Linked DNA regions of Mus musculus: all the other regions are linked to region 3. The links are chromatin contacts, called in public HiChIP or PLAC-seq maps. All regions are on one chromosome and are shown on one strand. The core of a region is the stretch at or near the end of the contact, and the rest is flanking DNA. Distances in the headings are between cores, read along the strand shown.

Region 1 (3,133 bases), core at 502-3,001, 150 kb after region 3:
CAAAATGGGGGCAGGATCAGAACCCGGAAACTTTCAGCTTCCCCTCCTGACCTCTCAATTTCAAGAGTACAAATACATTCAGATATTCACTGTATTATAACCCCCAGCCCTGCCACACACAGAGACATTAAACACACGCAGATATTCATTGTATAACCCTTGCTCTGCCTGCCACACACAGAGACATTACAGTTTCCCCCACATCTTTGACTCAGGTCCTTCTTTGTCTTCCAGAAATGAAATCTGGTTTCATGGATTTTAAATCTATGAACCCGGTGCAGGACACACAGCTAGTGTTCAGCACATTTACCCTCCAACCCATCATTTGGTAAGGTAAAGCCAAGGTCAAGCTGTAGGTCTTTGTAGAGCCTCAGCACTTGCAAACACTGCCTCATCCTTCCTTCCTTCCTTCCTTCCTTCCTTCCTTCCTTCCTTCCTTCCTTTCTTTCTTTCTTTCTTTCTTTCTTTCTTTCTTTCTTAAAATTTTGTTTATTTGATTTGGTATGCATTTATGTGTGTGCCCCAGAAGGGCACAAAGGGTTCAGATCTCCTGGAATTGAGGGACAGACAGTTGTAACTGGTCATGTGGGTACTAAGGATTGAACCTACATCCTTTGGAAGAACAGTCAGTGCCCTTAACAGCTGAGTCATCTCTCCAGCCCCAACACTGACTCTTCTGAGTGATTCAGCCCTAGTTTTTCACTTACAGGTGAAGCCCATACAAGTGGACAGAGCTAAGATCAGACAGGGAACGTTCCCACTCCACCCCACCAGAAAGATAAGAGCCAGAGCTCTGGAATTACAGACTGAGCTACACCTAGCTTCTGTAATGCTAAGGATCAAACCCGGGGCTTCGGAGCATGCTAGGAAAGTGGTCTACCAATGCCTGGGCTCCTTGCAGTTCAATGTGTGATTATTCTTACTTCTTTCCTTCCTCCCTTCCTCCCTTCCTTCTCTTTCTCCCTACCTCCCTCTCTTCTTCTCCTTTTCCTTTGAACAATTAAGAACAGAGCATCTATTGTGTGTCACGAATGATCTGGATGCGGGACATGTAGCCGTGAGAACACACTTCGGTGTTTCTGATTTACAAGGAGACATACTGGATAAATAAATATACAGCAAGCTGTGTGGTTATACACACGCTGGAGAAGACAGCACGGGGTGGAGGGGCAGAGAATGATTCAGAAGAAACGGACTTAGTCCTGGAGGGTCAAGGAAGGAGTCTCAAAGGGACGTGTGGGTGCCGGGCGTGGTGGCGCACGCCTTAAATCCCAACACTCGGGAGGCAGAGGCAGGCAGATTTCTGAGTTCGAGGCCAGCCTGGTCTACAGAGTGAGTTCCAGGACAGCCAGGGCTACACAGAGAAACCCTGTCTAGAACCACCCCCCCAAAGGACACATGGGACATCTGAGGTGGGGTAGGGTGAGGGAATACTCCAGGCAAAAAGAAAAGCAAGGGCAAAGGTCCTGAGGCAGGAATGTCAAGCTCTAGTGTAGTCTGAGTGAGGGCAATTTCTGATTATGATGCAGGGGATGATGGGGAGGAGGTGGGAGCCAGAGTCGGTGGGTCCTGAAGTTACAGCAGTGTTTAGCCTTTATTCCAGGCATAGATCGTGCAGGGGAGTGACTCGGCATAGCCTGCCACACAGCCTCCCCGACCACTGATATCACCAGGCTCAGCCTGTGCTGAGCAATAAGGGGAACCAGGTTTGGGAGCCAGGCCTTGAGCTCAGCACGGCCTCTCAGCGTTACTGAGAAAAACCTTCCCCTTCTCTGAATCCCCAGAGTGAAATGGGAACATCAGGCTGGGTGGTGTCTAAGGTCCTTCCTACAAGATTCGTACATTCTGACCTCGACAGTGAGAGCCCTAAAGGATCTGTCTGCCTCTGATACAGAAAAAGGCCAGGGAACCGCAGCCACATTTCTGAAGCCCCTGACTCTTACCCAACTGCAAACCATCTTCTCATAGCTCTCAGCATGAAGAGTCCAGCCAAAGAATCGGCCTCGGCCCTCAGTTATAGATGCGAAACATGACCAACAGCAGGGCCGGTAAGGTGGCTCAGCTCGCCGCCATGTCTGATGGCCCGACCTCTACAATTGGTTCCTGACTCCTGTGTGTTGTTTTCTCACCTACACACACGCACACACACACACACACACACACACACACACACACACACACACACGCACACACGCACATGCATGCATGCACACACGCATGCACGCACACGTGCACATGCATGCACACAACAAACACTGTTTAAGTATTTTTATGATTCTGAAGTCATACCATTAAAGAGAGCACAGATTTCACACACGTCATGATGGAGTGCGGCCTACAGAAGCCAAGTCATCGAGGTGCTCAGAGCCTGCACCCCTCAATGGCTGCTTTAACTTTCCTTTCCTTTCCTTTCCTTTCCTTTCCTTTCCTTTCCTTTCCTTTCCTTTCCTTTCCTTTCCTTTCCTTTCCTTTCCTTTTCTTCTGTATTTAGTCTTTTTCAAGACAGGGTCTCAGCTATATGGTGAACTGGAACTCACTCTGCAGACATGCTAGCCTTGAACTCATAGAGATCTGCCTGCCACTGCCCCCAAGGTGCTGGGATCCAAGGTGGCGTGCTTCAGCACACCTTGCTCTTCCTGCCTGCTCCCTTGAGGGCCCTGTCTTGGATCATCCATCATCGGGTGGCGTTGAAAAGAAGGAAGGCTCCACACTCTTCCATCCAGTTGCAGGAACAAGGTCTGTTTCCCCCGTCAGCCTGGGAGTCCCTGTGAATATGGATCCATCAGACTTCGAGAGCATCAGGTGTCTCTCCCTAGGCCTTAGCCATCAGACTGAGTCTCTCTCAGGAGAACTTTGTCTTCCACTCCAATGGGGCGCTCCCCAAGACAGAAGTGGGTCCCTGCAGCAGGGGTCTTGCCCCTCTTTTGGCCTAGAAGCATCCTGAAGATGGGGTTTGTCTTCCCCACTTCCTGCTCCCCACAGCCTTCTCTGTTTTGAGCAGTTTCTTTAAACAGTTTCTTTAAACAGGGCAGAGTGAAACACTTAGTTGGAACCACCCCACCCAGGTACAAGGCCCTGCCATCCTTAGCCACTGAATCACCCATGAAAATGAAATCTGAACCTCTCTGCTGAA
Region 2 (3,059 bases), core at 506-3,005, 200 kb after region 3:
GAACATTACCAACTAACAGCCATTTTTCTAAGACATAAGAACTTTTAAATAGCATTTTTAGACTAAAAGCAAAAGACAATCTTTTATTTAATCAATAGAATATTTTGGTTTTTGGTTTTTGTTTGTTTGTTTGTTTGTTTTGGTTTTTCGAGACAGGGTTTCTCTGTGTAGTCTTGGCTGTCCTGGAACTCACTCTGTAGACCAGGCTGTCCTCAAACTCAGAAAACCGCCTGCCTCTGCCTCCCAAGTGCTGGGATTAAAGGCGTGCGCCACCACGCCCGGCTATTTTGTTTTTTGACTTTGTCTTTGAGACCAAGTCTCACAATGTAGCCAGTTTAGTCCTGAACTCGTCATCCTCCTGCGTCCAACCTCCCAAGTGATTTCAGGCATGTGCCACCCTGTCTATCAGAGCACGTATCTTCAAGTAAGCTGGACATGGTCGTGTAGGTCTGGAATCCCAGCACTTGGAAAGTAGAAGCAGGAAGATCATCCTCAGATACATAGTGAGTTCCAGGATAGCCTGGGATATGACCCTACCTCACAGCAAGCTAACACACACACAACCAAAAACAAACAAACAAAACGAGATAATTAAGATCTGTAAAATTCACAGTCAATACAAAGGAAGAGAGGGAGGAAGGAAAGGGAAGCCGAATTAATAGTAAGAACATGAGGATGTGGTACCCAGGAACTAGAGTAAGCAGACGAGAAACAGGGAGACAGCCAGTTCACAGAATCAAAGCTTAACGGCTTCAACCTGCTGTTCGAGGGCTGCCAGGTAATCAATCCAACTGGGGTGAGCCCTATATGTCAACCTCGTTATCCTGACCTGAGGCAGACAGGAGGAAAGAACGCTGGAATTCTCCTTTCTCACTAAACTGCAACGGCAAGGGCCCAGCCAGCACGTGCCAGTCAGACCCAGGGAAGGGAGCTGAAATTCCCCCGTCACTTAATCATGCCAGAACCCCCAAAACAGACACGCGACAAGCTACCAGGCAGCCAAATGTGGTCAGGGTTAATGCCAACAACAACTCCTGTGCTGGAACCTTCTAGAAACTCCTTTCCCAAATTGTCTCCACTTTCGTCTCCATCTACCATCTACTCTGTGTGTGTGTGTGGGGGGGGGGGGGGTGCCCAAATAAGGGAATTAGTAGAGAGCAAACGGGATGGGATGTAGCTTAGTTGGTGGTGCTTGTCTGGCATCACCAGTGAAATCCTGGGTTTTGCCCCAGAACCACATAACCAGATGTGGCTGCACACACCTGTGGAGGCAGGGAAAGAGATCAGAGCAAGGCCAGCTTGGAATGCGTGGGATCCTGTTTGCAGAGAGACAGCAAGAACGATCAGGAGCCCAAGAAATAATGGGGAAGCCCTCCAATAAGCTAGAAGCGGCAGCAAGGAAGCAATGTCAAATGAGAACATGGAGTTTCAAATGACAGAGAATGAGAGTTCGCAGTAAGACTCCAGACCCAGCTCAGCTCAGCTCAGCTCAGCTCAGCTCAGCTCACACTCATCTGTGTGACTTAAGACAGCAAGGGTTAAGCAGGTAACTTAACCCCTCCTGCTTCCAGTCGCCCCTCTTCAAAACAACCCTAGAACTCTTAGGAGAATGTAAAGCCTAGAGCATTCACCGTGGAAAGGATGTCTGGCAAGCAGGAAATATTATGACCATTTTCAAATATATTAAGGCGGAGAGGATGTACGTGTGAGCTGCATCAGTATGGGTGTGCCTGTCTGTGTGCTGGCAAGCGCAGTATGCAGAAGCCAGAGAAAGACTTCAGGCTCCCACCAAGGTCAATCTCCACCTTACTCCTTTAGGACAGGGTCTATCACAGAACCCTAGGCTTGTGTTTTGTTAGCTGACTGGCTGGCCAGGAAACTCCCAGGACCCACCTGTCTCCCTTCCCAACACTGGGATTACAGTCATGACCACTCATGCCTAGCTTTGCTCCTGGATGTTGGGGATTTGAACTTTGAGATCCACAGGCTTGTGTAGTGAGTGCTCCTACCCACTGAGCCAGCTCTCCAACCCGTAATGAAGGACTAATTTTAACATTTTTTTTAGTTTGTATGTGAGAGCATAATTATGCAGATGCTAAAATGCATGTTTGGGAATCAGTCCCCCCCCCCTCCCCGCCCCCACTTCCACTGTGTGGGTCCCAGGGATCAAACTCCAGTTGTCAGGCTTGGTGACAAGGGACAGGCACTTTTCACCTGCTGAGCCATCTTGCTGGTCCCCTAATGAAGAACTTCTGGAAACCTGGCAAATGCCCCTAAATATCAAAGTTAAAGGGCATAAAAGCACTTCCGGCTCTTACGATGCAGCTTGTATTACACTAACCATCCTATAAGAGGGATGAAATGTGCATTGCTGGTAGCTTTGTGAGGTATACAAGGACTCAGGTGTCTGGAGGAGACAGCGCAGCATGCGAGGCACATCTCAGTACTACTGTTTCCTCCCTCGGGATTGCAGGATGTGGTGTGTGCGGGGGGGGGGGGGGGGGGGGTGGGGGGGGGGGACACAACGACAGGAAGCACACAGGTAACGGGAAACCAGCAAAGTAAGCCTTGAGAAGCACAGACGTAGACACCTGACTAGAGCTCAGGGCTGGAGTGGTGGCTTAGTGGTCAAGAGCACTGGCTGCTCCTGTAGAGCTCCAGATTCCATTCCCAGTAGTCACAGGGCAGCTCACGACCATCCATAACTCCAGTTCTGAAGGATACTGCACCCTCTTCTGACCTGTGTACATGCACATGATGCACATATATACATGCAGGCCAAACACACACATATATTAAAAAGAAATAAATCTAAAAAAAAAATTTCATTTAGTTTAGTGCTATGGGGGTCTCCGAGACATGAAAAAGAAAGAAAGCAGGCGCAGAGACTGCTCTTTTCTTTCCCTGGCACTCGGTGTGCAGAGTTGGCACGGAGGGGGTCTAAGCAGAAAGAAGCTATCAAAACACTAGAGAGACTAGATAAGGTGACCCAGGGCTGTAATCCCAGCATGAGGGAAGCTAAATCAGGGAGTTAAAGGGGTTCCGGGGTGCTCTTACCT
Region 3 (3,003 bases), core at 12-2,511:
TCGAGGCTGGAGTGATGGCTCGGCAACCCTAGCAGACCACTCGAGTCCCACAGAAGGCTACAAATGGGCTTCAGTGGCAGAACCCTTGTCTGGTGTAAGCAAGGCCCTGGGTTCAATCTCTAGTATGAAAAACAAACTTTTTGGAATCTTTGATCCTTTTTTTTTTCGAGACAGGGTTTCTCTGTGTAGCCCCGGCTGTCCTGGAACTCACTTTGTAGACCAGGCTGGCCTTGAACTCAGAAATCCGCCTGCCTCTGCCTCCCGAGTGCTGGGATTAAAGGCGTGCGCCTCTTGCTTTGGCCTCTCAAGGGCTGGTATTACAGGTGTGGGCCACCACCTCTGGGTTACATGCTGCTGTGGGGCCGACAGGGCCAGCTTTAGGCATTAGGCCCTTGAGCAACCGAGCCACAGTGTCAGCTCTTCCTTTTTTAAAGAATTCGTTTATTTTGGGACAGGGCCTCAATATGCAAGCCAGGTTTTACAAGTAATGCTATTTCAGGGTCAGCCATCTGACCCAGTTCTGAGCATTATTTTCAAAACTACTAAATGACCATTGAGAAGAGTCACAAAAGTTTCAAGACCAAAGTTCTTGAGAACAGCCTGGTTTTTTTGTTTTTAATTTAAATTATTTTTGTGATAGGATCTCAATACATAACCTGGCTGTCTTCGAACCCAGAAGTTCGTCCGCCTGCCTCCTTTCCCCAGTGCTGTGATTCATGCCATGCGAACTCCAGGCAAGTTTTCCTTTTTCAAAGACCCTCTCGAGGGAGATCTGACCCATTCCCCTGACCTGGGAGCTCTCGGGTCACCTCCTCAGCCGTGGAGGCGAGCAGGGCGTCCCAGTGGGGCTGCACCGGGGCTTTATGTGACCCAGCGTTTGCTGGCTCGGTTCCTAAGAATCCGAGACCAGCGTTGTCTTCTCTGAGCTCACGGTTTCCATGGCCCTCTCTACCGTGGAGGGAGGGCTCTGAACGCGTTTTCCTCATCCTTCCTGCTCTGACGTCTTACGGTTCTCGCTCCCGTCTTGCCAATTTATGTAGGGTCCCTCGAGAGAAAAACCTGCCCTTTTCTTGTCACTTTCTAATAACTTCCTCCAACGGAGGATGACTCCGTACGGGTCGGGCAGAGGGTGGCAGCGAGACTCGACGATGACGGCGCCGTCGGCAGCCGGGACCCCACGCCCACCCCTTTACCTGCTGCAGGCGCCGGCACAGAGCCACACACGCTGCGCGCGCCGCCATCTTGGTGCCCTGATCGCCCAGGACCGCTTCCGGGGTCACAGCATTGTTCGCGAACCATAGAGTTCGAAAAGGAAAGAGTGTCTCCTGTGTTCCGACACTGAAACAACCATAGAGACGGTGCTCCTTGAATTTTTTTAAAATTATATTTTAAATTTTCTATTTTCTTATTTATTTACTTATTTATTATTCACTCATTCATTTAAGGTTTTGAGTGGATGCGTCGCTTCCGCCGTCTGGATAAACTCCCAGGTTCTATCTATACGCTGTCTATCCTAAGATCCTATTTGTCTTGGGTGGTTCTGTTTGCTTAGAGACAAACACAACAGAAATACTTGGGAAGGAAGTTGCTGCTGCTACTGAGTCCAAATTCTAACATTTTACCTTATTGCAAAAGGCGTTTCATTCTTAAACTTTGTTCACACCATCGGAATGCCAGGCTTGTTAATGGATTTTTCTAAATTGTGTTTTTCAAAATGCCTTCCCATGCAATTTAGCATAATGGAAGCTCCACACTTAGGCGCTCTGGTTTCTATTTAGGTGGGTGACTTGATCAAATTTCTTCCGTACTTTGAACCCCCTTTTTTTTTTTTTTTTTCTTTCACTTGCCAAGTAGAGATGAGAACAAATCATACTTGCAGTAGAGGATTAAATGAGATTAAAATGCTACATGATAAATGTCATCCTGAATTTGTGACATCTCTTCTACATCCTGGGCCTTAAGAGGTTGTTGGGAAAATGAATAAGGGTCAACTTAATGCGAATGAAACAAAGTATATGTCTTAGTAAGGGTTTCTATTGCTGCTACAAAACAACATGATCAAAAAGCAAGCTGGGGAGGAAAGGGTTTATTTGGCTTGCACTTCCAGATCACAGTCCATCACTGGAGGAAGTCAGGACAGGAACTCAAGCAGAGCTGGAATCTGGAGGCAGGAGCTGATGCAGAGGCCATGGAGGGGTCCTGCTTACTGGCTTGCTTCCCATGGCTTGCTCAATCTGCCTTCTAATAGAACCCAGAACTACCAACCCAGGAATGGCAGCACCCACAGTAGGCTGGGCCCTCCCCCACAGATCAGCAGTTGTGAAAATGCCTTACAGTTGGATCGTATGGAGATATGTCTTCAACTGAGGCTCCTTCCTCTCCAGTGACTCCAGCTTGGGTCAAGTTGACACACAAAACTAGCCAATACTATATCTCCATAAACCATCATGCCAATGTAAAGCTGGGTCTCCCACAAGCAGGCATTAATTCTTATTTGGCAGGCCAGAGAACTAAGCAAAGGGTAGAATGTCCAGATGGCACAACTGATGAGAGATTTATGAATATGGACCACTTTCCTGCCCCTCAGGCGGGCCTATATGTGATCTCTATATGGAAACAGAATCTTTAACTAGTGTGTGGCTGGATTTGGCTATGCCCTACCTGCACAGGCAACCCAGAAGTGTCCTCAGAATTAGCTCTGGTGGCCCCTCTCAGCCAATGATCTGTTCTGACAGTACCCCAACCTTAATCTCTTTACTACCTCTAGACTTTGCATCCATCTCTCCGTATGGTCCTTCATGATGGCTTCTCACCCAGCCTCCAGTCCTTCTGGGTGGTCTCAGCTCAGGGAGTCTACTGCACCCCTAACTAGGGAATGACTCTCACTTAGGATACCTAATCTTATGCTCACAGAAGTAATTGTATCATAATTTTAAGGTGAGGTTCAGAGCCAAGTTGACTTGGCCAACGTCATATGGTGAGGTCCAGCTGAACCCGTAGCCA

The links. HiChIP or PLAC-seq counts read pairs in DNA pulled down with a chosen protein or histone mark.
Region 1: an H3K4me3 HiChIP or PLAC-seq map of bone marrow-derived macrophages shows a contact between it and region 3, with 3 times the contacts expected there. The contact joins the enhancer-like site here to the promoter of Mrps10 in region 3. A contact is called at or near these places in 6 of 115 datasets of contacts at active chromatin or transcription factors (the SCID.adh cell line, bone marrow-derived macrophages, embryonic forebrain and 2 more) and 2 of 9 other capture datasets (adipose tissue and pancreatic islet).
Region 2: an H3K27ac HiChIP or PLAC-seq map of the NIH/3T3 cell line shows a contact between it and region 3, with 2.7 times the contacts expected there. The contact joins the enhancer-like site here to the promoter of Mrps10 in region 3. A contact is called at or near these places in 3 of 39 promoter capture datasets (cranial neural crest, embryonic stem cells and liver), 3 of 484 Hi-C or Micro-C datasets (CD4 T cells, embryonic stem cells and nephron progenitors), 11 of 115 datasets of contacts at active chromatin or transcription factors (the NIH/3T3 cell line, the SCID.adh cell line, acute myeloid leukemia and 5 more) and 4 of 9 other capture datasets (adipose tissue, embryonic stem cells, liver and 1 more).

The regions. Positions count from the first base shown.
Region 1 is chr17:47,212,884-47,216,016 of GRCm38.p6, reverse strand. It overlaps a transcript of Trerf1 not described here. Among named protein-coding and RNA genes, the nearest start is that of Trerf1, 16 kb to the left of the region's middle. Within about 2 kb of position 1,751, at least 45 of the 459 cell types and tissues checked have an H3K27ac peak or open chromatin away from gene starts, as enhancers often do. A contact at or near this core is called in adipose tissue and bone marrow-derived macrophages, where this site is marked.
Region 2 is chr17:47,163,472-47,166,530 of GRCm38.p6, reverse strand. It overlaps a transcript of Trerf1 not described here. Among named protein-coding and RNA genes, the nearest start is that of Gm36715, 8.5 kb to the right of the region's middle. Within about 2 kb of position 1,755, at least 9 of the 459 cell types and tissues checked have an H3K27ac peak or open chromatin away from gene starts, as enhancers often do.
Region 3 is chr17:47,367,145-47,370,147 of GRCm38.p6, reverse strand. Mrps10 (mitochondrial ribosomal protein S10) reads right to left here and starts at 1,261. Exons shown (of 7, transcript NM_001146212.1): 1 at 1,194-1,261. The coding sequence starts at 1,241.